4 separate regions of the Mus musculus genome follow, and all the other regions are linked to region 3. A link is a contact called in public Hi-C and HiChIP or PLAC-seq data. All regions are on one chromosome and are shown on one strand. Each heading gives the region's core, a stretch centred on a gene start, on an enhancer-like site or on the middle of the called end of the contact. The rest is flanking DNA. Distances are from core to core; before and after follow the strand shown.

What was found. A called contact is a pair of places that touch in the nucleus more often than the background predicts. HiChIP or PLAC-seq counts read pairs in DNA pulled down with a chosen protein or histone mark.
Region 1: a Hi-C map of bone marrow-derived macrophages shows a contact between it and region 3, with 18 read pairs. The contact joins the promoter of Syk here to the enhancer-like site in region 3. A contact is called at or near these places in 22 of 39 promoter capture datasets (the 3T3-L1 cell line, the C10 cell line, the HPC-7 cell line and 15 more), 3 of 15 datasets of contacts at CTCF or cohesin (the NIH/3T3 cell line, embryonic stem cells and stem cell-derived epiblast-like cells), 2 of 484 Hi-C or Micro-C datasets (bone marrow-derived macrophages and embryonic fibroblasts), 18 of 115 datasets of contacts at active chromatin or transcription factors (the 230-238 cell line, bone marrow-derived macrophages, embryonic basal ganglia and 9 more) and 5 of 9 other capture datasets (adipose tissue, embryonic stem cells, liver and 2 more).
Region 2: a Hi-C map of bone marrow-derived macrophages shows a contact between it and region 3, with 19 read pairs. The contact joins two enhancer-like sites. A contact is called at or near these places in 6 of 39 promoter capture datasets (the 3T3-L1 cell line, the C10 cell line, HPC-7-derived erythroid cells and 2 more), 11 of 15 datasets of contacts at CTCF or cohesin (CD8 T cells, the NIH/3T3 cell line, embryonic stem cells and 4 more), 274 of 484 Hi-C or Micro-C datasets (the 3T3-L1 cell line, 3T3-L1-derived adipocytes, the 4T1 cell line and 133 more), 41 of 115 datasets of contacts at active chromatin or transcription factors (DN3 thymocytes, the HPC-7 cell line, the NIH/3T3 cell line and 31 more) and 5 of 9 other capture datasets (adipose tissue, embryonic stem cells, embryonic tail and 2 more).
Region 4: a contact with region 3 is called in an H3K27ac HiChIP or PLAC-seq map of microglia, with 10 times the contacts expected there. The contact joins two enhancer-like sites. A contact is called at or near these places in 6 of 39 promoter capture datasets (the 3T3-L1 cell line, the C10 cell line, HPC-7-derived erythroid cells and 2 more), 11 of 15 datasets of contacts at CTCF or cohesin (CD8 T cells, the NIH/3T3 cell line, embryonic stem cells and 4 more), 283 of 484 Hi-C or Micro-C datasets (the 3T3-L1 cell line, 3T3-L1-derived adipocytes, the 4T1 cell line and 137 more), 42 of 115 datasets of contacts at active chromatin or transcription factors (the 230-238 cell line, DN3 thymocytes, the HPC-7 cell line and 30 more) and 5 of 9 other capture datasets (adipose tissue, embryonic stem cells, embryonic tail and 2 more).

Annotation. Positions count from the first base shown.
Region 1 is chr13:52,595,528-52,598,227 of GRCm38.p6, reverse strand. It overlaps Syk (spleen tyrosine kinase), which reads right to left and starts at 1,346. Exons shown (of 14, transcript NM_011518.2): 1 at 1,174-1,346.
Region 2 is chr13:52,613,868-52,616,567 of GRCm38.p6, reverse strand. The region is part of intron 3 of Syk (spleen tyrosine kinase); the gene reads right to left. Among named protein-coding and RNA genes, the nearest start is that of Syk, 18 kb to the right of the region's middle. Within about 2 kb of position 1,402, at least 49 of the 459 cell types and tissues checked have an H3K27ac peak or open chromatin away from gene starts, as enhancers often do. A contact at or near this core is called in LSK cells, bone marrow-derived macrophages, granulocyte-monocyte progenitors and 1 more, where this site is marked.
Region 3 is chr13:52,257,278-52,259,977 of GRCm38.p6, reverse strand. No RefSeq gene overlaps it. Among named protein-coding and RNA genes, the nearest start is that of Gm33116, 25 kb to the right of the region's middle. Within about 2 kb of position 1,412, at least 13 of the 459 cell types and tissues checked have an H3K27ac peak or open chromatin away from gene starts, as enhancers often do. A contact at or near this core is called in LSK cells, bone marrow-derived macrophages, granulocyte-monocyte progenitors and 3 more, where this site is marked.
Region 4 is chr13:52,635,130-52,637,829 of GRCm38.p6, reverse strand. The region is part of intron 9 of Syk (spleen tyrosine kinase); the gene reads right to left. Among named protein-coding and RNA genes, the nearest start is that of Syk, 40 kb to the right of the region's middle. Within about 2 kb of position 1,404, at least 65 of the 459 cell types and tissues checked have an H3K27ac peak or open chromatin away from gene starts, as enhancers often do. A contact at or near this core is called in bone marrow-derived macrophages, granulocyte-monocyte progenitors and microglia, where this site is marked.

The DNA of each region.
Region 1 (2,700 bases), core at 97-2,596, 340 kb before region 3:
ATGTATATGTATATGTATATATCACACACACACATACACATACACCACACATAAAGGTATATACACATATATAAGTACAACATACACCACAATACATACACATAAAGGTATATACACATACATATGTATACCACACACACATATACATAAAGATATATATATATATATATATATATATACCACACACACACACCATACACACATACACATAAAGGTATATACATATATGCATACAACACACACACACCACACACATACGCATCAAGATATATATATATACACATATATACACACCATACATACATACATACATACATACATACATACATACAGGTGTATATACACACAACACACACATACACCATACATATATACATATACATCTCTCTCTCCACCACACAGACACCATATGTACAGCTATGTACATATACACAAATACACTCACACATAAAATACCAACAACCGACCAAGTTGCAGACATTTCCTGATAAGACTGTCTCCTGATTTTTCCTGCCATCATCTTGGGACAAAGTACTCAGGATAGGTGGAGAGCCAAGTGACAGTATTCTTCTGGTTCCCACCCCAAGTCCCATCCCAGGGAATCCCAGCTGGGTGGCTGGGGTTGAGGCCACAGTGAACGCTGTGCCCAACAAACTCCATTTCAGTAGGCCGTGGGGGCCTGGCTGAAGCTGCTGCTGTCTAGGCTCTATTTTTACTTCCCCATCTGCCCACCTCACAAGGACAATATGTACAGGGTCCTCAAGGCCTCTAGAGAAACCAAATGACCCACATTCGACACAAAGGACCTGTCACACCTGCTCAAGGAAATCTTGGTTTCTCTGAAATTCCTGACTATGAAATATTCCAGGAAATTACAGTGGAGTTACTCCCGAGACTTCACAGCTGTATCTAAAGACACGAATTAACCCCAGTGCTTAAAGAAAGTACCGGCTATGTGCTCAGGGAAGAAAGATGTCTCTGCCATGTGAGAACTGCAGTAATTATCAACTCCATAGCTCAAGATGAACGAATGTCAGCCAGGGCATGATGTAGCCCAGGGGACGGTATCGGCCAGGAAAGCACATACTCGGATACTGGCGTGCTCTCTAATGCCCACCCATGGTGCAGAGAGCCATGAGGTCGCCATTATTGATTGCTACAGATCTGACTTACCTTCCTGTCCTGGAGTCACAGAAGGCCTGGGCTCCCGGGCACCAGGCAGCATGGAACGTTGAAAGGACCAGACTGGCAGTCTTGAAAATGGGAATGGCTGCAATGGAGAGAAGGCAGAGGAGAGCAAGTGGAGGTTTCCTGCTGTTAAGTGGTGTCTGTAACTAGGGAAGTGGCTTTTCCTCAAAGTGTCAGCAAGCAAGACAAGCCAGAAAGCAGAAGTAAGAGGGTGTGTGTGTGTTGGGGGGGGGTGGTGCTTGATAATTTCATAGTCAAAATGAAGTTACAGTCAGAAGGCAGGGATCCCAAACAAACACCTGCCAGTGGAGGAGGATCTTGGCGATTCTTGACCAGGATTGTCACGCTGATTCTTAGACCTAAGCTACACAACCTGGCTAAAACTGTGTGCCAAGCTTAGGGTATGTCAATTTTTCTTCTCATTATATTACTGTATATCATGTTTGACGATTTACTAATTCTGTTGATCATTTTAAAGGCTCCAAGTAGGTTTTCTTCATTTTTGTTTAGTTTCCTATTTTTGGCTTCAGAGTTTACCATGTTACCTCCTTTGACCATCGTGGCCTAGGCTTAATGTACTGTAATTCTTGATAATTCTTATAAAACTTAATTTCCTATAGTGAGAGCACATCCTTGCCTAAAACTATAGGTGACTGAGTTGACACAGCTCTCTTTATCTTCTACATCATCGGGGTTTGGGTATGCCGCTCCAGGGTTCATGTGCTGGGAGCTTGGCTAAGGTGTGGCACATTCGAGTGTCATAACCTTTGAGAGGTGGGTTCTGAGGTACAAGGGAGCGAGTTCACTGAGGCACCAGCCTTGGAAAAGACTAATGGCTATCTCAGAGGACTAAGTTAAGTCTCAGTGAACTGAGTTAGTTACTTTGACAGTGAATTGTTATCAAGCAAGGTCATCCCACCAATTTGGTCCCATCCACAACCATGATTCATCACAGCCTTCCACCATGTGGTGCCATCTGCCAGGATGTCATGCCATGTAAGGGGCTCACCTGACGTGGCAGCCTGAACTTGGGCTTTTAAGCCCTAAACTGCGAGCCAAACTAAACTCCCTTTCTTTATAAAGCACTCAGTCTCAAGGATTTTGTTATAGCAGTGGGCCTAGTGTTCGGGATTTCTTTCTAAGCACTACTTTTAGCATCATTTGAAAAATGTTGGTATAGCATATTTTATTTTTTAAAAAATATCATTATTTTATGTATATGAGCATTTTGCCTACATATGTGTATGTGTATCATGCATGTGCTTAGTACCTATGGTTGTCAGAAGAGGACAGCCGATACCTTGAGAATGGAGTTACAGACAGTGTGAGCTGTCAGTGGGGTGCTGGGAATTGAACACGGGTCCTCTGCAAGAACAACAAGTGCACCCGGTTGTTGAGCTAATCCTCCAGGGCCTTGAATTCTCATCTGTATGCTAGGTAAAATATTTTAAGAGTTCTTTTGAGACTTTTATCAACTCACAGGTTATATAAAAGCCCATTATTCGCTTTCCA
Region 2 (2,700 bases), core at 153-2,652, 360 kb before region 3:
TATCAACCAAATATGAACTCAAAAAGGTCACCCCAGATGTAAGTAAACATGAGTTATGATAAAAGAGGCATCGGATAAGAGAGAGACATGGAGGAAAATTATATGTATACCTGGATATGCTCAGTATTAAAACTATGAGATGGGATACAAACTAGCGATGATGCATGGAACGCTTAAAGAAACAAAACAGGAATCAGCAACCAACCAACGAGATGCTCCTAAAAATGCCGAGGAACAATTGTGAAAAGTAAACAAACCCTACTCCAAATTTAATTTCTGGACATTGAAAGATGTAACTATTTTTTAAAAGTTAATGAGCAAAAAAAGGACAGATTAGACAGAGATCAAACAAAAGTTAATATGAGAAGAAACATGGTGACAGGCCCACGTGACATGGGGGAGGAGAGGCAACAGACATTAAGCAGGCTGGAGAGGCTGCAGTAAGGAGCCCACACTTCCTCTGAAGGACAAGGGGAAGGTAGGCGTTCTTTAGAGTTGATTGGAAACATCGGTGGATGTAGGGAGCACAGGTCTACCACAGTCCCCAGCTTGTCTCCGAACTTGACCCAGTTAATCTTCACAATGGAACATTGTGGATGGTGGAACAGGAAAGCAGACATTGATCTACAGGGAGCACTTAACTTGACTCCCAGCAGATTCTTGAAACTAGAGGGTACTGAACTAAGTACCACATAAGCGCAGCTTCTCTTGGGCATCATTAGTCTTCGTCTGGAGCCATTACTAAGTAAAGTAAGGGTTTTAACACAGTTGCCACGACATCATAGGGACCTCCCTTCCCATAGCTGGTCACATGCAACATGTTCTGGCAATACTGGGTCACTAAGGCTCTCACAGATACTTCTTCGGCTAGGGCATGCCCTTCCTCAGCTAACCTCCTCTTTCTCTCTCAGAGCCCCTTGGACGTCCTCAGAGAGGTCCTCCCGTTGCAACACTATACAAGTTAAGATTACAGCTGTTGAAGACAAGAGGCCAGTCCTTGCTCCCAAGACACCCAGAATGGATGGAAAGTTATAGAGAGACATTGAGTGTTGACTTCTGACCCCTCCCTAACACACACACACACACACACACATGCGTGCATACATGAACATAGATGCTCATGAATATGTATATACATAAACACATATTTTATGAGACACCATGGCAGGAAGTGGCATGTTATCGTGTCACAGGCTCTGTAGCATGTGAACCTGGATGGCTGGCATCTTCCCTGACGTAGAAAGCATGATGATGTATGCTTATCTACTCAGACACACGGCTCTCTTGTTGAATGAATAACTGCTTCTGTGTTCCTTTTTGTTCTTCTTCTTTGCACAATGTATGTCACAAGTCAGAAAATAGGAACTGTGGCTCACACAGCAGTTGAGTGACTTCCTGGCTTGATGACAGCACAAATAGGAAATTTACAGCTCTGAGGAATACAATGGTAGCCTGCTGCCTCCACAGCTGCCCTAGAGACTCCTATACTTTGTGCATTTCTGTCAGCAGCCCCTGTAGGCTCAGGCTGAAGGCCTAAAGTTTTATTCACTCTTGAATTCCTCAGTGTGAAGGGGCCTCGGAGGATGAAGGATGTGGTAAAGAGTCTGGCCTGTCAAAGTGGCACTTCAAACCGTGTGAGTGCAGGTAGGCTGTGCTTGCTTTTCAGTGAGGAGGGAGCTTTGGTGCCTACTCCCGTTGACTTGGTCTTCCCTGTCATTCCTCCACAGGCAGCTGGGAAATTACGGTGGGAAATGAACAGAGGGTGAGGAAGGAAAGAGAAGAGGGGAAGGCTTCCAGAACCTTCTGGGCTCACACCTGAGAGAAGGCAGCAGGGCATTACTACTAACACGGGATTCAAGAGTGCATCCCATCCCAAAATGGAGGACTTGCTGTACACTGGACCATAAACAGATCCAGTCTTCTGTTTCTACCAAGATCTCCTGTGTGGCCATCTCAGCTTTCTCCTTGCTGTAGTGAGCACTAAGAACAAGACGGATAGTGGAGATGGATGAGGTGTGCTCTGTGCACGAGTTCACACCCAGCAGGGGTGTGTACAGAAGTGACACAGAGACCTTGCCGAGTACCTCATGACAGGACTGAGAGGACACGGGTCTGTCTTAGCATGCGTGGCATGGAAGATGGCACACAGAGTGACCTGTGCATCTTGTATTATACTCACAGAACAGCCACACACAAGATACCTGCCCAGATTCGGGACTTTGAATGGCCCATCCCAACATGTACCCCATCTATGAACTGCCGGGCTGGTCCTATAGATCCAAAGCTACAGGATCTCCATGACATAGGGCAACACCAGGATATCTGAGAGGAATCCCAGTGAGGTTCCAGTGTTAAGAGAGTAGCAGAAGCCAGAGGCTTTGTACAAGACCAACAAGTCATTGCAATGAATATTTGCAAGCACAGAAGTGTGAACAAAAGGGTATGCTCTGGGACACACTGTGACATACTACAGCTTCCATGAGATCTTTTTTTCCTCTGTTGGCAGGGAGTTTGAAAGGGTGGGGGAGGGTACAAGGGAAGGGGGAGATAAGAGAGATTGGGGAGCATGATTTAAAAGTCACAAAGAACCAACAAAAGGTTTTTAAAAAGAGAAATGATTAAGATAATCTAAAAATAATCTTCATTTTACTCTTTTCTTTTTTTACGTCTCTGTGTGCTTTGCCTGCACATGTGTCTGTG
Region 3 (2,700 bases), core at 163-2,662:
CGCTTGTCCCATCCCTTCCATCTCAATGTTAAGTCTCAGATCAGCCTCTAACAGGGCCATGTAGTTTGTTTTAACTGCCAACTTGATACAACCCAGAATCACTTGTGACCGAGTCTTTACTAAAGAAACTTGTAGATCAGGTTGGCCTGTGAGGTTGACTTTGGGGAACTATTTCAACTTTTAATTAATGTGGGAAGACTTGTGAACAGTACCACTCCTTGCGTGGGGGTTCCTAGACTATATAAAATGACACTCACTAGGTGACAGCAGATGAGCAGACAGGCAAGCAAGGACACGTGGGTTTGCTCTCTCTTCTCTTGACCGTGGATGTGAAGCTATAAGTCTGTACCTTATTTGCCTTCCCTACAGTCGAGGCCTGTGACCCAGTGTTACAAGTCAAATGACTTCTTTCTCCCCCAGTCACATTTCTTAGAGTGTTTGCCTCAGCAACAGACCTGGAACGGGAACAAAGGTCTTCACTCCTTGTTTCTCCAGCTGCCACCTGGGCCTGTCACAATCAGAGAGCAAACCTGTGGTGTTCTATGGCGACAGAGACTAGGGGGATGCTGGGAGACGTCTAAGCACAGGCTGGTCCTGCTGCCTACTAAGCTCTGGCAGCGGCTCTCCATGCTCCCAGTGCAGCTTTCAAGCATCCATCTGAAGCTGAAGGCACAGAAGTTAAAATTTACAGCATGGAAAAACAGGGCAGAGAGGCAATTCTTTTGCCAGAGTCTGGTAGGCATTTCTACTAACTCAGATGCCAGTATTTCTCCACTTGGAAATAAATCAGAGTCTCGTGGGAGATCATAAACACTGCTTCCCACCTCCAAGGCAGCTCTAATTTGTAGCTGAGCGAGCAGTACAAGCCCAGGTAAATGGCCCTTGGCTGGGCCTTATGAAAAGTCGGTGTGGAAGTTTAAAAGAAAAAAACAAAACCAGCATATCATCCATCATTACCAGCAAAGACAAAAAGCAAAGCGACCCACCTTCCTTCCAGAGTATCAACAGCCTGGTGCAGTAGCGGGAGGTCCTCGGCCTGACCTGATGCTCATCTTAGCTGCTACCCCATTCCCCCAACACTTGCCTAAAGTCTCCATCACTATCAGCTCGGTGTTCATACGCAATCTGCACCAGGCAGGAGGTGGCTATTGATACGGTTAGGGATTGCCTTGAGCAAATAGCAGACAGGAAGCCACTTGAGGCAGAGAAGACTTCCTTATTTTAGCTCACGGTTTGAGGGGTTACAGACCTCCATCGAGCTGGGAATGGCTTGGCCACAGGTGACCCTGTGTTCAACCGGAACTCCCCACCTCCTATCTGGTGGGTCGGGAAATGGAGAACAGACTATAGGAACTGTGGCCAGACTAGAAACACTCAAGACCCGTTTGCTATAACCCACTTCCTCCTCCAGCGAGGCTCTACTTCCTAAGGGTTCCACAAATAGCGTGAGGGACCAAGTGTCCAACACAGGAGCCTGTAAGGGGCATTTCTAAGTTCACAACAACAGGGTAGGCAGGAAGTGTTGCAGAGCTCCTCCGGAAATGCAGTCTGCCTGGCCCCAGCCCCCAGGTGCAAGGCTACTAGATGAAAGGCTTGCTTGGGGTATAACACATAATTCATGCAAAAAAACAAAAAACAAAACAAAACAAAATAACCAAAACCTCCCTGGTGCCTCAGGCAATGGTACAAGGGGAACCAAAATTTGAGGTTTTTCTAGGAAAACCAAGGAGATGGAGATAGGGTGATTGCTGGAACTCTATGACCAGCCACTTAGCCTGCCTGGTGAGTTCCGGGATACTGAGAGACCTTGTCTCAGAACACAAGGTTGGTGACTCCCTTTTTCAACAGCTCTCGAGGGCAACCTGTGTCCTCCACACACATGCACACACAAAAGTTCATGGGCACTCCCCCCCCCCCTGCCCCATGACAGACATTCACAGGTTACCACACACATATAAAATTAATCAACCGATTAATTAATTTGAGGATATGACCCTTACAAATGAGAGCCATGAAGTCAGACTGTTGGAGAAAGCTAATACAAAACCGGAGATGGGCCAGACAACAGAGAATCTAAGACTAAGGAAGATGCAGAAGCCCGCGGTAAAGCCACTCTGAGGCAGAGGAAGGCTGCACTGATGCAGTGGGGGAGGGGGAGACGGAGCATATTCACATGCTTTTGGATGATGGCACACCTAAGCGCAGAGTATTTGGAGCTCAGGGTCCTTCCATTACATGGAGGTTTCTCTATCATGGTCACAAAATGTTTGCAAAACACAAGGCTTTACTTCCGAGGTCCCAGAGCTCCTACAAAGGCTGAACCATTTCCCTCAAAGACCTTCCGTGTTCCGTGACTCCCTACGGAAGTGCTCGTCCCCCTGCTCGGGAGACAGAGCAAAATGTGATCTATGCAGCTGAAATAAGGGCATTCACCCCTCTCTGAAATGACCAGGAGGGAAATCGTGGAGTCTCATGAGGAAACTGAGCCCGGTGACATGAGGGCAAGATGCATTCACTCACAAACAAGTCTCTGGCAGCCTCAGCCTCTACTTCAGCCTCCACTCCAGCCTCCAAGGTTCACAAGAGCTGAGCCTCTGGCTCCTCCAGTAAATATGTCTCTTTCCTGACAGAGCTTCCTAGCTTTAGGCCAACCAATGTCACTGTTTACCCGCTGGTCCCCTAACCTGTGACTCGTGGTTC
Region 4 (2,700 bases), core at 155-2,654, 380 kb before region 3:
CAAACAAGAAACGGCCATGGGCTGGGGAGATAACCCAGTGTAAAAAGCGCATGCAAGAGTGAGGTTAAGAGTTCAGATCCCCAGAACCCACAGAAAGTTGGATAGCAGATGTCTGCAACCCCAGGGCTTCTAGGGGAGAATCTATGGAGATTCGTGGGGCCAGCAGTGAATCCCCAGAGGCGGTTTGAAACAAGGTGAAAGGTAAGAGGTGACATCCAAGGGTTGTCCCTTGGCCTCTATATATGTGCTGTGTCAGGAGTACCTGCACACACACACACACACACACACACACACACACACACACACATCAAGATAAATAGCTAGTACCATTTTTCTCCTTCTTGTGAAAATTTTATCACAGGTGCAAATTTTCCTTCTTTCTTTCTTTCTTTCTTTCTTTCTTTCTTTCTTTCTTTTGGGGTTTATTTGTTTGTTTGTTTGTTTGTTTGTTTTTGTTTTTTCGAGACAGGGTTTCTCTGTGTAGCCCTGGCTGTCCTGGAACTCACTCTGCAGACCAGGCTGGCTTCCAACTCAGAAATCCGCCTGCCTCTGCCTCCCAAGTGCTGAGATTAAAGGCGTGTGCCACAACTGCCCGGCAGGTGTAAATTTTCAAATCACACATAGCTGATGTTTATTCTTTCATTTAAACCACAGTTTGTTAGAATACTTTCAAGAGTTCAACACGATCTATGTGATATTTTTGTGAGAAATTGAAAAAGATCTGTATTTTCGAAACATGTTGAGGCTTGCTTAAAAGTAACAAAGCCCAGTGGGAGAGAAGTGTTTCTTTCCCTTTAACTCTGAGCTTGAACAACTCGTGTGCTTCAGACCGGCCATGGGGGTGCTCACCTGTGAGCCCCAGAGCCCCAGAGGTGGATACAGGAGGATCGTTGGTTTAAGATCATCTTTAACGTCCTCTGAATATAACACCTGCTCTTTCCATCTGATCAGCTATGCCTTTTGCAAGAGAGAAGAAAGACCAGCTTCAAATGCTGGTGCTCCTCCATATAAGGAAGGGGTGGAGATGCTCACTGGACTGTTACCCTGATTCCTGGAACTCCCCCCGGCGCTTCCCAGTCATCTGTGTGAGATCCTGTCCTAACTGAACATAGACGCACGGTCTTGGGAGGTGCTAGAGCATACGACTGTGAAAGCTAACAGGAGCCCGAGAGGGGGCATCTAGGGGACCCTACATCCTGTAGAGGCCACCATCCACACTGAGGCCCAGACTTCTCAGCGGCACACGCAGCTCCTGTGAGTAACCCCCACATGCGTGCCCAGTCACTGGTTCCCCAAATTGGACTTCGGGGATTGTTCTCTGGTTTGTGGTTGGTGCTCTGTATGATGGTAATGATTCCATACAGTACACAAGAGATTCTTTCTACAGCTGTTCTTTTACAGACAGAGGAACCATGCCCCACTGCCTGTGAACCCCGGTGTAGTGGACAGCAATGGAGAATGGTCCAGGCTGAGGAAAGCCCCGAATTGTGAAATATTCAACCAGCTTCAACAAAGTTCCCCTGTTGTGACACACATACAGCCTGCTGCAGTGTCATGTGGTTTCCCAGCTAGGTTCTGCCTACATGCATAAAGGAATACAAAGTTTCTTTATGATATTGCAAATGAGCCTCTGGGCCCAGAATTTAAAAAATAAAAATACATTGCTTTGCTTTTTTTTTTTCTTTGAGTCCGGGTCTTACATAATCCACTGTGGCTTGAAACTAGCTGTATAGTAGGAGATGACCTTAAACTTCTGATCCCCCTGTCTCTACCTCTGGGGCTCTGGGGGGCCACAGGTGTGTACACAACATGCCCAATCAGAAGCACACATTCTGTTCAAGCTCAGAGTTAAAGAGAAAGAAACACTTCTCTCCCACTGGGCTTGGTTACTTTTAAGCAAGCCTCAATGTGTTTCGAAAATATGGATTTTTTTTTATTCCCTCACAAAAACATCACATGGATCATGCTGAACTCTTGAAAGTATTCTAGCAAAATGTGGCTTAAAAGAAAGAACAAACATTAACTAGGTATGCTTTGAAAAATTACCTGTGGTAAAATTTCCACAAGCATGAGAAGTTGTTTCTTTTGTTGAACCTTCAAACCGATGAATCAAAACAGAACTATTCAGGAAATGGGCCGTGTGGGGGCTCAGGTGGTAAAGATACTCTCTGCCAAGCTTGGTGGCTGGAGCTTGATCCCCAAACCACATGCATGTACGTACACACACACACACACACACACACACACACACACCTAACAAATACACTAGGTCAAATAACAGAATTAGTGGGACACACACACACAGGAAAGTACACACAGCTAGTGTGGTGATCTAGAACACAGCCTGTGGCCTGACAGGAGGATTTAGATATTATCATCACCCTAGAAGCCTCTCTGGGCCCTCCCGGGAACATGGGAGGCTCCATTCTGTCATCTCTAGCCACCTATTTTGGCTTTCATAGTTGGGTCTATCATTACATCTGTGGTGTGAGGCAGGGATCTAAATTAAGAAGTTAGAAAAGGTTTCTTGATTCCTCTAGACATTTAAAAAAGAAAATACCACGTCTTCTAGAAAAGCAGAGGGGAAAGATAATATCCCACTAATTCTAAGAGGCTACTATTGTTCCAATTCCTGACTGTTTACGGTGGCCCAGGAAGAGACTATGAAACTCCTGGTCTTCCAAGCACTGAGCTCTTTTA